2 separate regions of the Muntiacus reevesi genome follow, and region 2 is linked to region 1. A link is a contact called in public Hi-C data. All regions are on one chromosome and are shown on one strand. Each heading gives the region's core, a stretch centred on a gene start, on an enhancer-like site or on the middle of the called end of the contact. The rest is flanking DNA. Distances are from core to core; before and after follow the strand shown.

Evidence for each region. Hi-C and Micro-C count contacts between places; a contact is called where the count stands out from the background.
Region 2: a Hi-C map of muscle shows a contact between it and region 1, with 4 times the contacts expected there. The contact joins the promoter of EIF3M here to the promoter of QSER1 in region 1. A contact is called at or near these places in 2 of 3 Hi-C or Micro-C datasets (blood and muscle).

Annotation. Positions count from the first base shown.
Region 1 is chr9:28,098,041-28,100,816 of mMunRee1.1, forward strand. It overlaps QSER1 (glutamine and serine rich 1), which reads right to left and starts at 1,435. Exons shown (of 13, transcript XM_065943908.1): 1 at 1,248-1,435. The coding sequence starts at 1,435.
Region 2 is chr9:28,339,020-28,341,787 of mMunRee1.1, forward strand. EIF3M (eukaryotic translation initiation factor 3 subunit M) reads right to left here and starts at 1,516. Exons shown (of 11, transcript XM_065943845.1): 1 at 1,361-1,516. The coding sequence starts at 1,402.

The sequences.
Region 1 (2,776 bases), core at 185-2,684:
AACTTCTACAAAAGAAGAAAACCTAGAATACTGTAATATATATAAAGTAAAAAAAAAAAAGTTCACTTCTGTTGTGACAATAATAAAAAAAATCTGATGAGATCATAAAGCCACGACGCTTCCTGTTGGTAGCTGAGGATGAAGTCATTAGCAACCCAGGATTCCCTGGTCCTCGTAATCCGAAGCTGCACCTACCAGATTTCTGCATTGTTCGGCAGAGGTGGCTTTAAAACACCCCGCTCCCAAATCGTCCAAACCAAACCACGCCTTCCAGTTATCATTCAAATGGACCGTTTCGCAGTGTAGCACCACTACACATTTCCCGCGAGCTTAAACATCTAGTAAGAGTCAACATTTTAGATTCCCTTGGTCATGCTGAAGCAAAGATGAACTCTTGAACCCCACGCTACATAATGAGCCGTGGCTTCAGAAACGAGATGGAGAAGCATGCTTCGGTTCTTCAACCTTTACGGCCTTCACTGACCGCCCCCCACCTCCGGTTTCTTCCCAACTCTTAATCACCCCAAAACACAGAAGGCAAAGAGAGATTCCTTACTTCCTGCTGTTGTTAAGAGGAGGACACCCGAGAATAAGTTTGAACGCATGGAAGAGAAACAGCTTCATCTTGGCCACCACTGCGAACATATGTCACCCAGCCCAGGCGCAGCGTTCGCATCCCCGGGGCCCCCTCCCAGGCCCCACGTCCCCGGGATTCTCCCGCAGCACAGGCCACCCCCTCGCCCCAGGTCCCCCAGTGTCAGGGACTCGGCTCCGCGCCTCTAGCGCTCCCGCCTCCCCCACCCTCACGCTCACCGCCCGGGCCCCCAAGACCACATTGTCCGTCACAATACAATGGAATGTCACTGCCCCGAACTCCTCGGCGCCCCGCTTGGCCCCCCGGCACGAGTCCCGAGTTTCCCTGATCGCGGAGTTCAGCCAGGAACCCAAACTTCACCATGTGAGAGCCCAGGACGCGGAGGTGAAGGGGACCCACGACTCCCGCCCAAGCCTCCCTTTTACCCACGCTCCCCCGCTGCGAATCCCGCATCGGGCGCCCCCACCCACCCCGAAACCACCCCACAGGAGTTACCAGCCGCCTCTCCCGGCACGGTGAGGGCGAGGAGACGAGCAGGGGGGGCTCCCCGCCGACCCGAACCCTCGGGCGGTGCTGCACGGGGGCAAAGGCCCCAAACGCATCCCCGGCCTTTCCCGGCCCGCCAGGACCCCCCGCCGCCCACCCTCCCTACCTGGCCTTGAGGCTGGGGCTGCTACCGCCGCTGCCGCTGCTGCTGGAGGCGGCGGCCGCGGCTCGGGGTTCGTAGGCCCAGGCGGGGGCGGGGGGTGGTGGGGCGGCGGCGCTGGAGGGGGCGGCGGGGGGCGCGGGCGGCGGCGGCGGCGGGTCGGCGAAGCCGGAGGTCGTGTAGTTCCTGTCCATCGTGGGGGCGGCGGAGGGCGGGCGGGCTGCGGTGGGGGCTCCTCTAGGGCCCAGTGCGAGGGGGGCGGGAGGGGAGGGAGGGGGCGGGGGGAGGAAGAGGAGGCGGCGGCGGCGGAGGGAGCTGCCCCCTCACATGGCCGCGGGCGAGCGGGCGGAGGGCGGGCTGGCCGGTCTGTGCCGGGGGAAGCCGGGCCGCGGTGCGCCGCGAGGCCCCAGCTGGGCGTCAGGGGAGCGGCGGCATCCGCGGCCGGGACTCGCGGCGGCGGCGGCGGCGGTGGCTGCGCCCCATGTTGGTGGATTTCCCAGGATGCACCTCCCGCCCCCCCCTCCGCCCCGCGGCCTCGCCCCGCCTCCCCTCGGCGCCCCGCGCTCGCGGCTCGCGGGCCAGAGACGGCCTCCTCCTCCGCTGCCGCCGCCGCCTCTGGAAGGCCAGCCCGGGCGGAGAAGGCTTGAGGCCTGGCCGGCCCAGGCCGGCTCCGGGAGTCGCAGGGGCGGCCTCCAGCCCTAGCCCGCGAGCCGCGGACTTCCCGCCCTCGGCTGCTTCTGGATGAGCCGTCGGCTCTCGCCGCGCCCCGCGTGGGAAGGGGCCGCGCCTGCCGGCGTCCTCCGCGAAGGAGGGGGAAACTGAGTGGAAACCCGGCGCGGGGTGCTGCGGTGGGGGAGGCTTGTCAACGCTTTGCCTGGAGTTCGTTATTTGACCCTTCGAGTTATTTTGAGTTACTCAAATACTCAGTTCCCACATCGCGACTCCTTTCTCTGCCCCTCGTCCTAAACCAGAAACAGCTGAGCAGACTGTTTTACAGTTCCGTTTACTCCCTTCCTGCCCAAAGCTTGCTGGGCTAGAGGACCCTTTTCCTGCTGTTAGGGGAGATTTATATTCAAAGAGATTCAAATTCAAACGTATTCTTTTCCAACCCTGGTTGAAAGGACCTTTCCCTGGGGGGCGTTTATTAACTGTCCCCACCCCCACCTTGGGGATTTTTCTCATTCTGGGTTTCAGAATCTTCTGTCCCAAGATGAATACTGCCTCTTCATTGATTAATACAGCCACCATCTGGATGACTTTAATTACCATAAATTTAAACTCACTGTGCTGGATTTTTTTGTTTGAGACTTGGAACTTCAGCAGGACTCTACCCAAACGTTTCCTGTCCGGCGTCCAGGTTGTTTGGGGGAGGAGGGGAATTAAAGATTATTTGCGGTTCTCTGTTGTATGTGAGAGTTGTTGTTTCCTCTAGTAACTTATGAGTAGTGAAACAAGAATCATAGAAATCACTATTTGGTCCTTAAGGCATAAAGTAAAAGTTAATAACAGTGAAGTTGATTGACCATCACCCTTTT
Region 2 (2,768 bases), core at 266-2,765, 240 kb after region 1:
CTTCACAAGTTGGCATTATAAACAAGATTTCATAAAACAAATCTCACCATTTCAGAGAGCACTAAAATATCACTGTATATTTCTCTATGAAGGAGACATAGTACGCCACGCCCCCCTCCCCCAAAGGCATTTATTTAAGCAAACTATTCAATCAACACTAGGCTGTTTTCATCTGGTATTCCTACTGGCCACGGGTGGTTACTCTAATCGGAGAACTTGACGGAAGTTAAATTCCTAAAGCAACCATCTATTTACCCAAAAGGAATGGCCAGGGTGAAACAAGAACAGTAGCATAACCTAACTAGAAAAAACACTTTAATATAATCAATGGCAAAATCCTCCTGCATCAACAACCCTTTTCCATTAGGGAAAAAAAAATAAAAAACAAGTAACTTCATTTTCCCAGTAACCTAATAGCCTACTGTTGATAACATGATTCCATTCCTCATCAGATAGGCTTTTTTCCCTTCCACATCTTTTCTAATAATGCTCAACTCCTTCCCTAGCTTCCCCCCCCCCCCATCTTTCTTTCCCTTACTCTGTTCTTCAGGACTGAAAGTTATCTTAGACTAGTAATGTTTTCTCTTCTATCGAAACCAAAATTTCCATCTTAGTAGAGTAGCAGAAAACTACAGAATGACAACACTTAGAATAGTTTTCAGTTCTGCAAAATTAAGAGAAACTCACTTCAAGTTTAATTCAACTTGAACTTTAAACTTCTCAGTTTAAAATGAGAAGCATTACCCACGCATTCATACAAAAGAGCAAACAGAAACAAAAATATTAAGACCGTTCACCAGGTGTATGTCTCAAAATTCTGGGGGTGGAACTGACGGTATGCTTTCAGAACTCTCACTCTTGCTCAAGCAAGAGAATAAAATACAGTCTACATACGTTCACGTAGTAGTAAAGCCATCTTGATCTTTAGTACCAAATTATTTTTCCCTGAACTGCTTACGCCGTCTGAGGAGTCGCCACCTCCCACTCCGGATGTGGCTGCATTTCGGGCACGGAAGCAGATACCCTTCTCAGTGAGTCAAAAGTAGTGTCGACAGACAGAAGTGACCCAAGCTGGAAGAGTCCTGACGCCGACCAGGAAGTAGGCCGTCGGGCCTGGGACCAGCGCTGGGAGCGCCGGCGGGAGGGCTGATGCAACTCCAGACCCGGAACGTGCGCCCCTGCCTCTCGGCCTGCCCACTCCCGGATGCGGAGGACACCACCGCGGCTCTCGACTCCGGGGCTGGCTCCGCGGGGCAGCGCTCCGCGCGCCTGGCCCGGGCTCAAACCCGACGCGGCCCCTCACATCCCTGAGTCTCCCCCCACCTCCCACCCTGGCGGCATCCGCGGCCCGGGGGCGCACCTGATCTTCCTCGCTGATGTCGATGAACGCCGGGACACTCATGGTGAAGGCCCTGGCGCCGTGGACGTTGCGCTCGCAAACCACGCCGACCGGAAAAGGGAGCTGGGCCGCGCGGCGGCGCCTCACAAACGCTTCCGGGTCACCCACCGCGGGTCTTGTGGGGCGGGGTCATCGTCAGGGGCGGAACCACGGAGACCAATCCCAGCACGCATTCTGGCTGGGGGCGGGGCAGGGAGGAGCCGGGGCACGCCCAAAGGGCCACCTTCCCGGACCGCCTCCTGCCGCCTCTAACTTCGGTAGCTGGGTAACCCGGCTGGGTAGCAGGCTGTCTTTCCAGTTACTGCTGCGTTTGTGGCTCGCGGAGCCTACCTAGCATTTTGAAGTTTTAAGCCAATTTTTTTTTTTCCGACTTCTAATTTAACCCATTTTTAAACTTTTATTGAGGGACTATCTAGCAGGCAGCGCTCTCTGCCTTGGGGATAGCAATAGTTTTCAAGGTAAACTCCCGCCCCGGCAACTTACATTGAGTGAGGCGCACAGAACACAACAATACGAAGTAATTAGAAAGACTTTCCTGGATGGCATCTTGTTTTACAGCACAGGCTGCCGAATCGAGTTTTCTGGGGTGGAATCCCTGCTGCAGCGTTTGATGGATTTGTGATTTGGGGTAATTGCTTAACCGCAGCGTTTCATCTTCCTGTTGGAAAAATAAAATCAAGTACTTACCTCCTGGTGGTGTTGTGAGGACTAAGTAAATTAGTAAATAAAGCAATTAAAACACGGTGAACTCTATGTCTTAGCTGTTATTCAATAGTCACGTAACTGGTAGTATTATGAGAAGAATAGAGAAAGGAGTGGTGTGTGTATGATTGTGTGTGCATGCCTTTTAAGACTGAGCAAAGAAAATGGATCAAATATTAAGGAGAACTGAAGGAAATGAGGAAAGGACCAATAAACAAATCTGCAGGAAACCTGTTTATGCAGAAGACAGCCAGGAAAGGACTTGAAGCAGGTGCAAGGAGTGTGTCTATTTTGGACATTCCGTGTAAATGGAAACATAACAATATATGACCTATGTCTGGCTTTTTTCATTTAGCATGTTTTTGAGCTAGTAGCATGTGTTAATCCCTCATTCCTTTTTATTGCTGAATAATATTCCATTGTTATGCACATACCACATTTTGTTTATCCATTCATCAGTGGGTGCATATTTAGGTTGTTTGCATTTTTTGCCTACTATGAATAATGCTTCAAGCAACATTCATACACAAGATTTTGCATGAACATGTGTTTATATTTCTTTTTCCTGGGAGTAGAATTGCTAGCTTATATGTTAACTTTATGTTTAGCTTTTTGAGGAGCTATTTTACAAAAAGGCAACATCTTTATTTTTAATAGTCCCAAATAA